2 separate regions of the Rattus norvegicus genome follow, and region 2 is linked to region 1. A link is a contact called in public Hi-C data. All regions are on one chromosome and are shown on one strand. Each heading gives the region's core, a stretch centred on a gene start, on an enhancer-like site or on the middle of the called end of the contact. The rest is flanking DNA. Distances are from core to core; before and after follow the strand shown. Region 1 has its middle 240 kb from the start of Ahr. Region 2 has its middle 52 kb from the start of Ahr.

Region 1 (5,914 bases), core at 1,262-3,761:
CAGGGCCTTGTGCTTCCTAGGTAAGCGCTCTACCACTGAGCTAAATCCCCAGCCTGCATGGAAATTTTTATAGGAACTGGATTTAGAAATTCTTTGATTTTGCTTGAGCTCATTTTGTTTAAAATCTGATTATACTCATACGTCTAAAGCTTTGAAATATAAGCACAGTCCTTGTAAATACACATGACTTCAGCCATAACCTCCCTCCCCAAATGATCGGGAGATCACTTGCAGGTCCAAACCACTCCGTCATTATACAGTTCACTCTAGTGACCCACAGTGTACTGTGGTATGGAAAGCTGGTGATGGGACGTGATTTATGTGGGGTCTTAAATCAAGGAAGCCATGATAAGCCCTGACTACCCAGAATGCTCCCTCTGCAGACTGGTGCTCAGACTATCCAGTGTGCTCTCTCTGCAGGCTGGAGCTCTGACTATTCAAACTGCTCCCTTTGCACACTGATGCTTCAAGCTCCTCGATCGATGTGGGCCATCCCTTGGTGCTTTACGATGTACCACTGCTTGGGAAGCTCAGGATAAACTGAATTCGGCTAGAGTGGCTCTGCGATGATACTTTCAGCTCATTGGAAGCTTTTTTCCACTGTTCCCTCATTAATGTTTTTACAGTCCAATGGAAAGATGTTTAAATCACATTTTCCTTGCAGAAGGGTGGGGGACAGGATTGAGCAAGCCAGAGGGGGCAAGCTCACCACAAGAAAACCTAGAGTCAACTGACCTGGGCCAGTGAGGGCTCAAAAAGACTGAACCACCAACCAGAACACATGCAGGGGCTGAACCTGCCCATAGCGGATGTTCAGCTTGGTCTTCGGGTGGGTCTCCCAACAATTGGAGTGGGGCTGTCTGTGACTCTGTTGGCTGCCACTAGATCTCCTTTCCTGGACTTCTTTGTTGGGCCTCAGTGGGGGAGGAGTTGCTTGGCCTTGCTGGGATTGGATGTCCCAGGTGGTACCTAACAGATGCTCCCCCTTCTCTGAGGAGAGGGGACACAGTAGTAGGGGGAGGGATCTGTGTGGGCTGGACTGGGAGGAGAGGAGAGAGGGGACTCTAGTTGGGATGTAATATGAATAAAAAAATAAATCATGAAAAGAAAATGGAATATTAGAAGAAAAAATCATATAGAAAACTCATTTAAAAGCACCAACAGAAACAGAAAAGTAACATTGAAATCATCTTAAAACCTCATCTCCTACATGAATGCTTGCCACCCGAACTCAGATTCTCACCCTTGTTCAACAGGCCCTTCACCCCTGAGGCCCCCAAACCACCTCCTGTGTTCCATCCCTTGTTCAGATGAATATTACTTCTGCTTCATAGAACACAGTTTCATTAACAGAAGTCATTCTTGCTTATTGTTTGCATATTTAATTGGAGATTAGTTGCTCGAGTAAAAATATGACAGGGCTTTTGGGGATTTTAGTTTCAGATAGTGTTTACAAAAAGGTAATGACAGAAAAGGCAATTGCATATTAAAAAGATGGAGGACTGTCCCTACAAGTGTTAATGTGCACGCTCTTCACTTTTGGCTTTGTCTAAAAACTCGACTTTTTCTTTTCTGCTAGCCTCTTTCACTCCCTTCTAAGATTTACTCAAATTACAGTCCTCCTATCAGTTCCTTGCAAGTAACCCAGTATTGTTTTGGGAAAACACACATGTATACACACACGATATATGTATATATACATATATATACACACATATATATATTATATACATACATACATACATACACACACACACACACACACACACACACACACACACACACACACGTATTATATATATGATCTGACAGCACCTTTGTCCCTACAGCCATCAAGCAGACTTTGAGTGATGACTTTGGTGTTTATGAGGTGCAAAAGGTTTGCACCTGCAAGGGGTCCTCACACAGCATTGCTAGTAGACTTGGGGGTGTCCCCTTTATCTTTGACTCTAGGTTCAGTTTTGTTTTCTCTTTCAAATGAGTGGGAACTTGGGATCAGTTTGTGACAGGCTTCTACTGGGAGTTCCCTGAAAATTCTGGCATCCTTTTAAACTCTTGAGCTTCCCTTCCCCGGGCTCCCACAGTGGCTTCAGCTACTCAGCACCCGAAAGGCTGTCTCTTTTTCACATCTCATAGCATCTCTCTCATCCCATCATGTTCTTGAATCCAGTTTGCCACGATGCCTCATCCTTTTCTGTCTCCATAATGAACCAAACTCACTAAGGGTTTTCCATTGGGGATTTTTCGGTTTTTCTTTTCCATTTATTTTTAGTCTACTGTAGTGCTATTAAATCCAGACTTCCTCCCAGTTAATCCAGAGTTCTGTGGATTATCTCATCCTATCCAAACACACTTGCCAAGTATACAGTCTTCCTCTTGGCATGGGTCAATCCCCCTGATCTTTTATGAGCCGCACTGAGACCTTTGAAGTACAAGTCCCTCTCCCCACTGCTGGCAGCTGGCAGATGAACAGCAGCCTGAGGCAGATGAGGGGGGATGGGCAGGCATCATTGCCAGAAAACCATGGCATGATAAACAATGCAGAATACCTTGCCAAAGCCTTTGCTCATTACTGTTCAGCTTTGTTTTGGGGTAAGCTATTGAAAGAAGCTTCACTGGTAAAACACAAATATGTGAGCCCAGAATCATTTTGCTATCAGAGTATGAAAGCCATTTTTATAAGGAAATCACTGTCACTGTAGATATCCTTTCAGCTGGGAGAATTTACTTACTCTGACTCTTTTTTTTCTTTTTTCTTTTTTTTCGGAGCTGGGGAACGAACCCAGGGCCTTGCGCTTGCTAGGCAAGCGCTCTACCACTGAGCTAAATCCCCAACCGCTCTGACTCTTGAAAATTAACGTGGACACGTCTGCACTGAGCACAACCAACACAGTGGATCTTGCCAGAAGTATACAGAACTAAACGGCCATTTCCAAGCAGTATGGACTGCATAGAAGATAGACTATATAGAAAGGAGACACCATATCTGAGGTCAAAATGTCTGAAATTACCTTTGTGTAGAGTATTGAGTTAGTTTAGATTGATCAATAGCCAAGTGCTAAGCAACAATGTAAAGGCCCAAAGGAAGCCAGTAAGATCTGATTGGGACCCTCTGTACAGATGACTAATGCCCTCGCTCATGTTTATGGTGCCTGGATGAGCAATTGATATGGGAATTAGCATAGGATGATCAGAAGTTTCTTTGTTAACTTTGCAGCTCACAGATAGGCTTAATTTTGCTGCATAGGGGAATCAAAAGGTTGCTGGGAAAAATATTTGCATAAAAACACTACTTAAACTGTTTTCTATCCCTAAACTAGTGTTCAAGAATTGATCACTAAAGAATACCGTGACCTGGTCAGTCATTGGTTAATACATGAAAGAACACATTTCAAATTGCCCAACGTTTGCTATTCAAATATTAGACTCTCCTGCTGGAAGGCTGTTTTAGTAGCACAGTTTGTCTTTTATGTGGCAAGCAAGGGATGTTTGCCACTTCAAAGGACAGAGCAGGCATTTCTGGGAGCCTACATTTTGCCTGTTGTTGATGAAGACTTTGTTTAGTTTTAAGCACTTGAACTGTGGGAAGGTTTTGTGTGAGATTTGCTTTCATTGGAAGACTACGTTGTTTTACTGAATTGCTAACTTTTAAATCAATTTTCAGTAGACATAAAGACATAGGATGGAGTGTTGTCATTTTTATTGTGAATGCTCAATTCAAATTATTTAATTTGTCTTGCAAAAAAAATTTTACATGGTTAAATTTTTATGTCTTTAAATTTAGTGTCTTGATGTCTGATGTGATGGTAAATGGTTGTAGCACTTTTGGAAACTGAAGAGTTCAAGGCCATCCTGGGTGACAGAAGACCTTGTTTTAAAACCAAAAACAAACACTCTAACAAGAAAGAAAAATGTAATTAATAGTTGGGGTACAGAATTAAACAGAGAATTCTTAACAGAGGAATCTTGAATGGCCAAGAGGCACTTAAAGAAATGTTCAAAGTCCTTAGTCATCAGGGAAATGCAAACCAAAAGCAACTCTGAGAATCCATCTTATAACCATCAGAATGGCTAAGATAAAAAACTCAAAAAAACTGGGAATATTTCTACCTCAAGACCCAGCTATACCACTCTTTGGCATATACTCAAAAGATGCTCAAACCTCTTACAAAGACACTTGCTCAACTATGGTCATAGCAGCTTTATTAGTAATAGGCAGAAGCTGGGTTCAAACTATATGATCCTCAACTGAAGAACGGACACAGAAAATGTGGTACCTCTACACAATGGAATACTATGCAGCTATAAAAACTAAGAACCAGGAAGTTTTCAGGCAAATGGATGGTACTTGAGAATATCAAGTGAGTCTCAAACACTTGAAAATGTGGTTCCAATTGTTGGTGCTCTTTCAGTAGAGCACCAACTAAGAGGTGTGGCCTTGTTGAAGGAGGTGGGTCACTGAGGCTGGGCTTAGGGGTTATGACATTCTCAATTTGCTCGCTGTATAATGCTTGAAATTTGAAGTGTGAGCTTTCAGATCCAAGCTTCCAGATCCCATCTGCCATTTTATCTTCTATTAAGGTGGAATATTTACCTAAGCTACTGTTTATGTGACTAACTCTGTAAAGACTTTTAAGATTCCTGTACATTTCCTTTTTTATTGGATAGTTTACGTATTTACACCCCTTTCCCAGTTCCCTTCTCTCCCATCTCTCCTCCCCTTGCTTCTGCGAGGGTGCTCCCCCTCCCCACCCACCCACTCCCACCTCAACACCCTGGCATTCCCCTACACTGGGAAAAAGAGCCTTCACAGGACCTGGGACTTTGCCTTCTATCGATGCCAGACAATGCCATCCTCTGCTACATAGGCAGCTGGAGTCAGGGGTCCCCCCATGTGTACTCTTTGGTTGTTGGTTTAGTCCCTGGGAACTCTGAGGGGTCCGGTTAGTTGACATTGTCATTCTTCCTATGGGATTGCAAACCCCTTCAGCTACTTCAGGCCTTTAACTCTTCCATTGGGGTCCCTGTGCTCAGTTTAATGGTTAGCTTCGAGCATCTGCATCCATCTCCTTATTTAGCAGGCTCTGGCAGAGACTCTCAGGAGACATCCATGTCAGATTCCTGTCAGAAGCCCTTTTTGGCATCAGCAATAGTGGCTAGGTTTGGTGGCTGCATATGGGATGGATCCCTGGTGGGGCAGTCTCTGGATGGCATTTCCTTCAGTCCCTGCATTTATTTACTCTGAGTATTTTGTTTCCCCTTCTAAGAAGGACTGATATTTCTTCTTCTTGATATGGTCTGTGAATTGTACCTTGGGTACTCCAAGCTTTTAGGCTAATATCCACTGATCGGTGAGTGTGTATCATATGTGTTCTTTTGCAAGTGGATTACATCACTCAGGATGTTTTCTAGTTCCATTCATTTGCCTAGGAATGTCATGAAGTCATTGTTTTTGATAGCTGAGTAATACTCCACTGTGTAAATGTATCACATTTTCTGTAACCATTCCTCTGTTGAAGGACATCTGGGTTCTTTCCAGCTTCTGGCTATTATAAATAAGGCTTCTATGTACAGAATAGAGCATGTGTCCTTGTTATATGTTGGAGCATCTTTTGGGTATATGCCCAGGAGTGGTGTAGCTGGGTCCTCAGGTAGCACTATGTTCAATTTTCTGAGAAGCTGCCAGATTGATTTCCAGAGTAGTTGTACCAGCTTACAATCCCACCAACAATGGAGGAGTGTTCCTCTTTCTCCTCCACATCCTCACCAACATTTCTTTCAAAGTCATTTCCTTATAGATTTTTTTCTGTCTTATCTTGTGTGTGTGTGTGTGTGTGTGTGTGTGTGTGTGTGTGTGTGAAATAGCTACTGCTAACATCATGAAGAAGAGTTGATCTCTCATCTATTTTATCTT
Region 2 (6,021 bases), core at 3,075-5,574, 300 kb after region 1:
ATCAAGTTAGTGATGTATATGCAAGAAGGGTTACAGGAGGGAACAATTCATACAGGGTGATGGATTGTGCTCGACCTGAGCACAACCGGAAGCAGCAATTTTCTAGAATGTATCAATAAGATGTTTTATTTATAATATAGCTGTAATCATATAAAAGATTTAGAATTTAGGAGACCAAGACAGAAGAGAGATGAGGGGGAATGATACTGTGTTCATGAAGAGGAAGATATATTACTTTGAAAGTATCTGTTCTTTTTTAAACAGCCTCTCAATTTAGTACTAATCAAAGATGTGCTAAGAAAGTACAAAGCTTGAAACTCATAAAGATCAGTTGCTATATAAAAATAAAAATTTGTAAATGAAACAAGGAGGAGTAACCTTATCTACTAATTATCAAACATATTTTAGAATTATACAAGCAAAAAACAGGCACCGGGGCAGGAATTGAGAACTATTTGATCGAATGGATTGTAAAAAATAAACTGTAGCATATATGACCTTTCTTATATTATATATTATGTAATACTTAATCAAGTAATTACAATAGTATGTACAAATTTGGGGGAAATTACTTATCTACTTAACAATTATTACATTGTTCATAAAAATTTTGGATGATTATGATCTAAGTATAAATTTGAAAACTTCAAATATTTTGAAAATGACCATTCTACTACAAGCAATTCACAAACTAAATGGTCTCCACATTAAAGTCCCTACCTCATTCATCACACACACATGCACATGCACGCGCGCGCACTCACACACACACACACACACACACACACACACACACACACACACACCAACACTATTCTAAAATTCATATGTAACCATGAGAGACCTCAGAGAGTTCAAAAGTCCTGAGGGGGTAAAATAATGAGTGTTGGGAGGATTGTCATTCTATATTTTGAAATATATTACAAAGCCATAGTAATAAAAACACAATACATGCAGACAAATGGAAATAATTGAAGATTCAAACACAAGTTCATGTAATTATACACTTGATTTTGGACAAATGCTAGTATATATTCGTAAGATACATCAGTGATTAAAACAGTATCTTGTTGCTGAGAAAACTCAATATCCACATGCAGAAACATGATTAGACTTGCGTCTGTCTCCTTGCACTAAAAACTCGCTCCAAACAGAAGGAAGATCTAAATGTATAGAAGAAATCAAGAAAGAAAACTCTAGCCATGCAGATGTTAGTTGACAGAAACGGCAGTATCTGTAAAGAAATTACATGCTATCTCATTCTGTTTCAGACTGCCATTAAACATCTATCATTCTCTACATGCTGACCTAATTCGAAAATCAGGGAGGAGAAAATAGCCTCTGCAACTTGGAGCTCAGTGTCTTGTGGAGGTGACCTAAATTTAGCCTTCTATTTACTGTTACAGTCTGCGGAGACATACATCCACCAACAGCTGTGCTCCACAGTGACACACAAAAAGAAGGCAGGCATAAGGTCTATGGAATCATTTTGAAGAAGCATTTAATTCTTCCTGCAGAGAACAGAGGAAAAATAAGAGGGGAAAGATTGTGTCATCACCAGTGATGCTTCAAGAATATTTTCTGCACTGACAGGAAGAACGAAAGGCCACCCAAGGAAAAGAAAAAAATATGCATCATGGTTTTTGGATAGGTGTTCTTCCTTGTTTCTAGAGAAGCCTGACACAAGTTGTAGAATCCTGAGAGCAACTTTCAACTCTCTTATTTCTGTTTAAAAATATAGGCGTCTCCTTGTGCTTTGAATTTTTTTTAAATTACTTGGTTTGGCATCAGCAACTTCTGTTTGGCCACTTATCTCCTGAGCAGCTTATCTGACTCAGCTTCACATGTCAATCTCTTTCTGTTCCCACCCCCAACATTAGGGCAGAAACCAGGGGAGCACTGATAGGTACATAATCAAAGGAGGAACAGATGATGAATGAGAGCAGAGGAAAATCATGTAAAGATTGTATAATTCAGAATTTCAACACACACACACACACACACACACACACACACACAAATAGGTACAATAGAATGTTCTCCTCCTTTTAACATATCCCAAAGATCTAGAAATACACTGCAAACAACCTATCATTTCCTCCATATTATGATTTATATACATAAAAGGAAAGGGACTTATCACAACAAGAGACACAAGAAATAAACTTTCACAATTTAAGAATTTGAACACACTTTCAAGCATATTTAGAGTCTGAGTGAAATATTGTTTTGGATTCTCAGGGAGAGATCTGGACCACAGAAGAAAGCACTTAGTGGCTTCATTGTGCAAGTGAGGTGAAAAATAGGTAAATATGTGTACCATTGCCTGAGGATTTAAAGAAATAATAAAGTATTTGTCAAAAACCTAAGGAAAGGCCATGTGGATGAAGTAAGTCAGGATCTGTGAGGGCGGAGGTTGGCCGTGAGTCTTGACCAGATTACAGTGGATGTTAGAAGGCCATTTGGATGAAGGAAATCGCGTGACTAACTGAGCATCCAGGACTTTAATGGTGCAGAGGTTCACATTACATGAAGAAAGGTTATGATAGGAAATGACCTGCAGTATTTGAAGATGTCCCACATTCACTCCAATTCATGTTGACTACATGTGCACAATGCATCAGATGGTGTCTAGGAGCAGGGGACACAAAGATACGTGAGACAAGGCTTCTGTTGACAAGATTCTACAGATCTAATAGGGACAGAGAGGGGTTTGACCGAGAAGAAACTATTAGCTGTTATAATTCAGTTGATGAACATTTATTGAGAGACATGTGTGGCAGATCAATTAGCAATGTGTCTACTGCAGAAGAATGAGGACCCATGTTTAGATACTGGAATAAAATAAAGCCCAGCATAGTGTCATGTGCTTTGAACTCTCTGTACTGTGAGTTGTGCAAGGGAGGAAACCAGCAAATACATGAAATTTAGTGGCCAGCTAGACTAGACCCATAACTAACCTTCAGATTCAGTGAAAGTTCCTGTGTCAGAAAATAAAGGTCGGGATTGATCAGGAAAGGCACCCCACCTATAATCAACTTTGACCCTTCTCAAGTGCTCCCATATACATGTGTACATAGCTACATTAACAAGTACCTATGCCATACATTAAATACACACACACACACACACACACACACACACCATATACATTTGATTTCCCCATCCCATTAATTAAATATATTTTATGATCCAGGCACCCTGGTAGCTGCTTCTTCCATAATAAATGATCAAGACGTTCATAAAAAGGCATCAAACCATTAAGGAGCCCTGTTGAGAACATGAGAACAAGCCATTGTGTGTTTACTGGCTAGCTTTTTGTATCAATTTGACTCAAGCCAGAGTCATCAGATAGGAAGGAGATTCAGTTGAGGGAATGGCTTCATGAGGTCCATGTGTAAGGCATTTTCTCAATCAGTGATCAATAGGGGAGAGTCCAACCCACTGTGGGTGGTGCCAACCCTGGGCTGATAATCCTGGGTTCTATAAGAAACAGGGCCAAGCAAACCATGTGAAGCAAGCCACAAAGCAGCACCCCTCCATGACCTCTGCATCAGCTCCTACCTCTAGGATCCTGCCCTGTTTGAATTCCTTCAATAACGAACAGCAATATGGAAGTAGACGCCAAATAAACTCTTTCCCCAGCAGCTTGCTGTTCAGTCACGGTGTTTTGTCAGATCAATAGAAGCCCTGCCTAAGATAATATGGAAACTTGCTTCTTCTTCTGTGTGCAGAAGGAGAAAGGGTAAGGGATAGTCTGAGTAAGGACGTCAAAGCCCAAAAGCAGCAAACTTTGAATAAGTACATTCAACAGATGTGGAGATAAAAGAGTTAAGTGGGGCATATGTGGAAAAAAATAGTAGAGAAACTGAATGATATCCAACGTTTTGGTAAGATTCAGCCTGCGTTTCAAATGGGAGGCATACCACCTCTCTTTTCGAGTGTTTGCCTTGTTGTGCCTGGAGTTGAGATCTACAGAGATCAGTTTCCCCCGATGCTAAGAAACGTGGGCTGTGACAAAGCCTTGACACAACCCGCTGGATACATCAGACATCTCTATGGAAATGGAACTTCCTCACTGCTGATAACTTGGTACAGCAATTCTCATGGAATAAGGAAAGCACTGAGAGGGTGCCTGGATGACAATCTTAAAAAGGGATCATGGGGCAGTCATCTTGTTTTTAAATGATCGACCAGGTTACCTAAAGGTCTCCTGTTCACTGAAGTGTTCACGGGAGCTCAGCAAACATTGAGCAAGTAAGAACAGTCTGTCAATTATTTCCCAAGATCAGAAAGAGAAGTCCGCAGATGATTCACTGACTAGTTGGGTTTCTGTGTATCATTTCTACTCTACTGTTGCCAAGGAAACTTGGGCCATACTTCCTACCACACCGAGGCTACAAAAAGTACCAGCAAAAGCCACAGTAAAGTAGCTTCTCTGCTTTTTTTAAAAAAGAAAAAATTAAAAATGTCTGAGGGGCTAAATGTCAGTTACACAAAGGGAATTTAGTTTGATCTGAAAAATCATATCTACCCTGCTATGACACATTGGGAAACCACATAGTCTCTGTTTATCTTTCAACCTACCCATTTTCTCATACAGGGCGCTGCATATAAAGTGCCTAAGATTCCAGCAGAGGGTTTATTTTTCTTCATACAATCTGTTTTTACAATGCTAGTAGGGGCTGGTGAAATGGGTGCTAACCTCTGGCAAGACTCTGAATCCCAGTCATGCCAACCATCTGCCTTCCTCTCAGGGTGGTTGTGGCAGGGCAAGGTGAGGCAGGAAGAGGGAGGTTGATTGATTGGTCCCATAACATTGGTCCACCTTCCTTCCTGTAGCCTGTTGGCCGGTGCCTTTAACCAATCCTCTTCATCTATACCAAGTATTCATGAGATGGACCCTATCATCACAGTAGGTACTTTCCAGTGACTAAACACATAGCTGTTTTCTTCCACTGAGGACTTTGAATCAAGGTGAAGGTGATGCCTGGTAGAGAGGAGCAGGGTGCTAGGAGGGTAGTATGTTGGGATTACTGATTGCTATGGTAATGGAGACAATAAAACTGCTTTTTAGAATCCAGAAATAAGTTGAATTATGCTCCCCACTCCCTCCCCAATAACAGTAAGAGACGCTAAGGCTAAAGTGGTGGGTTAAGACAGAAGTTATCACATCCAAATGCCAATATTTGGAACAGAGAAGAAAACAGTTACTTTGATTTTACAACATGACACTTTAAGGAACTTCATTTTCTTGGCTCGGACAGCCCAATAGTATACTTTTACATGTTAATTTTGGCTGTTCTATTGGACTGAGTTCTATGCGAAGAAGTTCCTTATTTGTTCTCTCTCCAGACCAGGTGCTCTCTGATACACTGCACTGCCTCTCACTGTTTGTCTGACCTACCTAGGCTAGATAAAGTCCGCCAGGCTTTCATCTAGAGATGACTCAGTGAAGGGCAGAGCGGCTGCTTTCACAGTTGGGTTTCTTGGTCTTCTTTCCTCTTATCTTCATTTTCCCACAAAACAGTCTATTAGTAACTAAAGAATATCAATATTTGCTTCACCAGGATACTTCCAGCCTCCGGGGAAACTTGCATTTTAGTGTCACTTCAAACCAAGTCCTGAGGAGATTCAATTTTGATGTGTGTAGACTCTTACTTGTGAAATTTGTAAAGTATTACAGATGTAGATTTTTCTTCAATGATTTCTCTGTGAGGACTTCAATATAATAAATATTCAGTAAAATGGTTCAACTAATGAGCTTTATAGTCCAAAATATACAGGTACATGAACATTGTTTTAAAGGACTTTAAATAAAATACATGACTTTGACAAATGCTTGGCAAGTACCCTATGACCAAGCTACATCCCAGTCCTAAATCTACTTCTAAATCTTCAGCTTGAGTGATCGGGACTATTTAAACAGGAAGAGATAGCATGCGAATGTATGGAACTGATTCCAAACACTAGCTATGCTTATCCTGGAAACAGTCCTGATTCTGAGCTTTCTTTTGCTCT

Evidence for each region. Hi-C and Micro-C count contacts between places; a contact is called where the count stands out from the background.
Region 2: a Hi-C map of liver shows a contact between it and region 1, with 3 times the contacts expected there. The contact joins two enhancer-like sites. A contact is called at or near these places in 2 of 12 Hi-C or Micro-C datasets (kidney and liver).

Annotation. Positions count from the first base shown.
Region 1 is chr6:57,752,995-57,758,908 of GRCr8, forward strand. No RefSeq gene overlaps it. Among named protein-coding and RNA genes, the nearest start is that of Ahr, 240 kb to the right of the region's middle. Within about 2 kb of position 2,512, at least 3 of the 93 cell types and tissues checked have an H3K27ac peak or open chromatin away from gene starts, as enhancers often do. A contact at or near this core is called in liver, where this site is marked.
Region 2 is chr6:58,047,392-58,053,412 of GRCr8, forward strand. No RefSeq gene overlaps it. Among named protein-coding and RNA genes, the nearest start is that of Ahr, 52 kb to the left of the region's middle. Within about 2 kb of position 4,325, at least 8 of the 93 cell types and tissues checked have an H3K27ac peak or open chromatin away from gene starts, as enhancers often do. A contact at or near this core is called in liver, where this site is marked.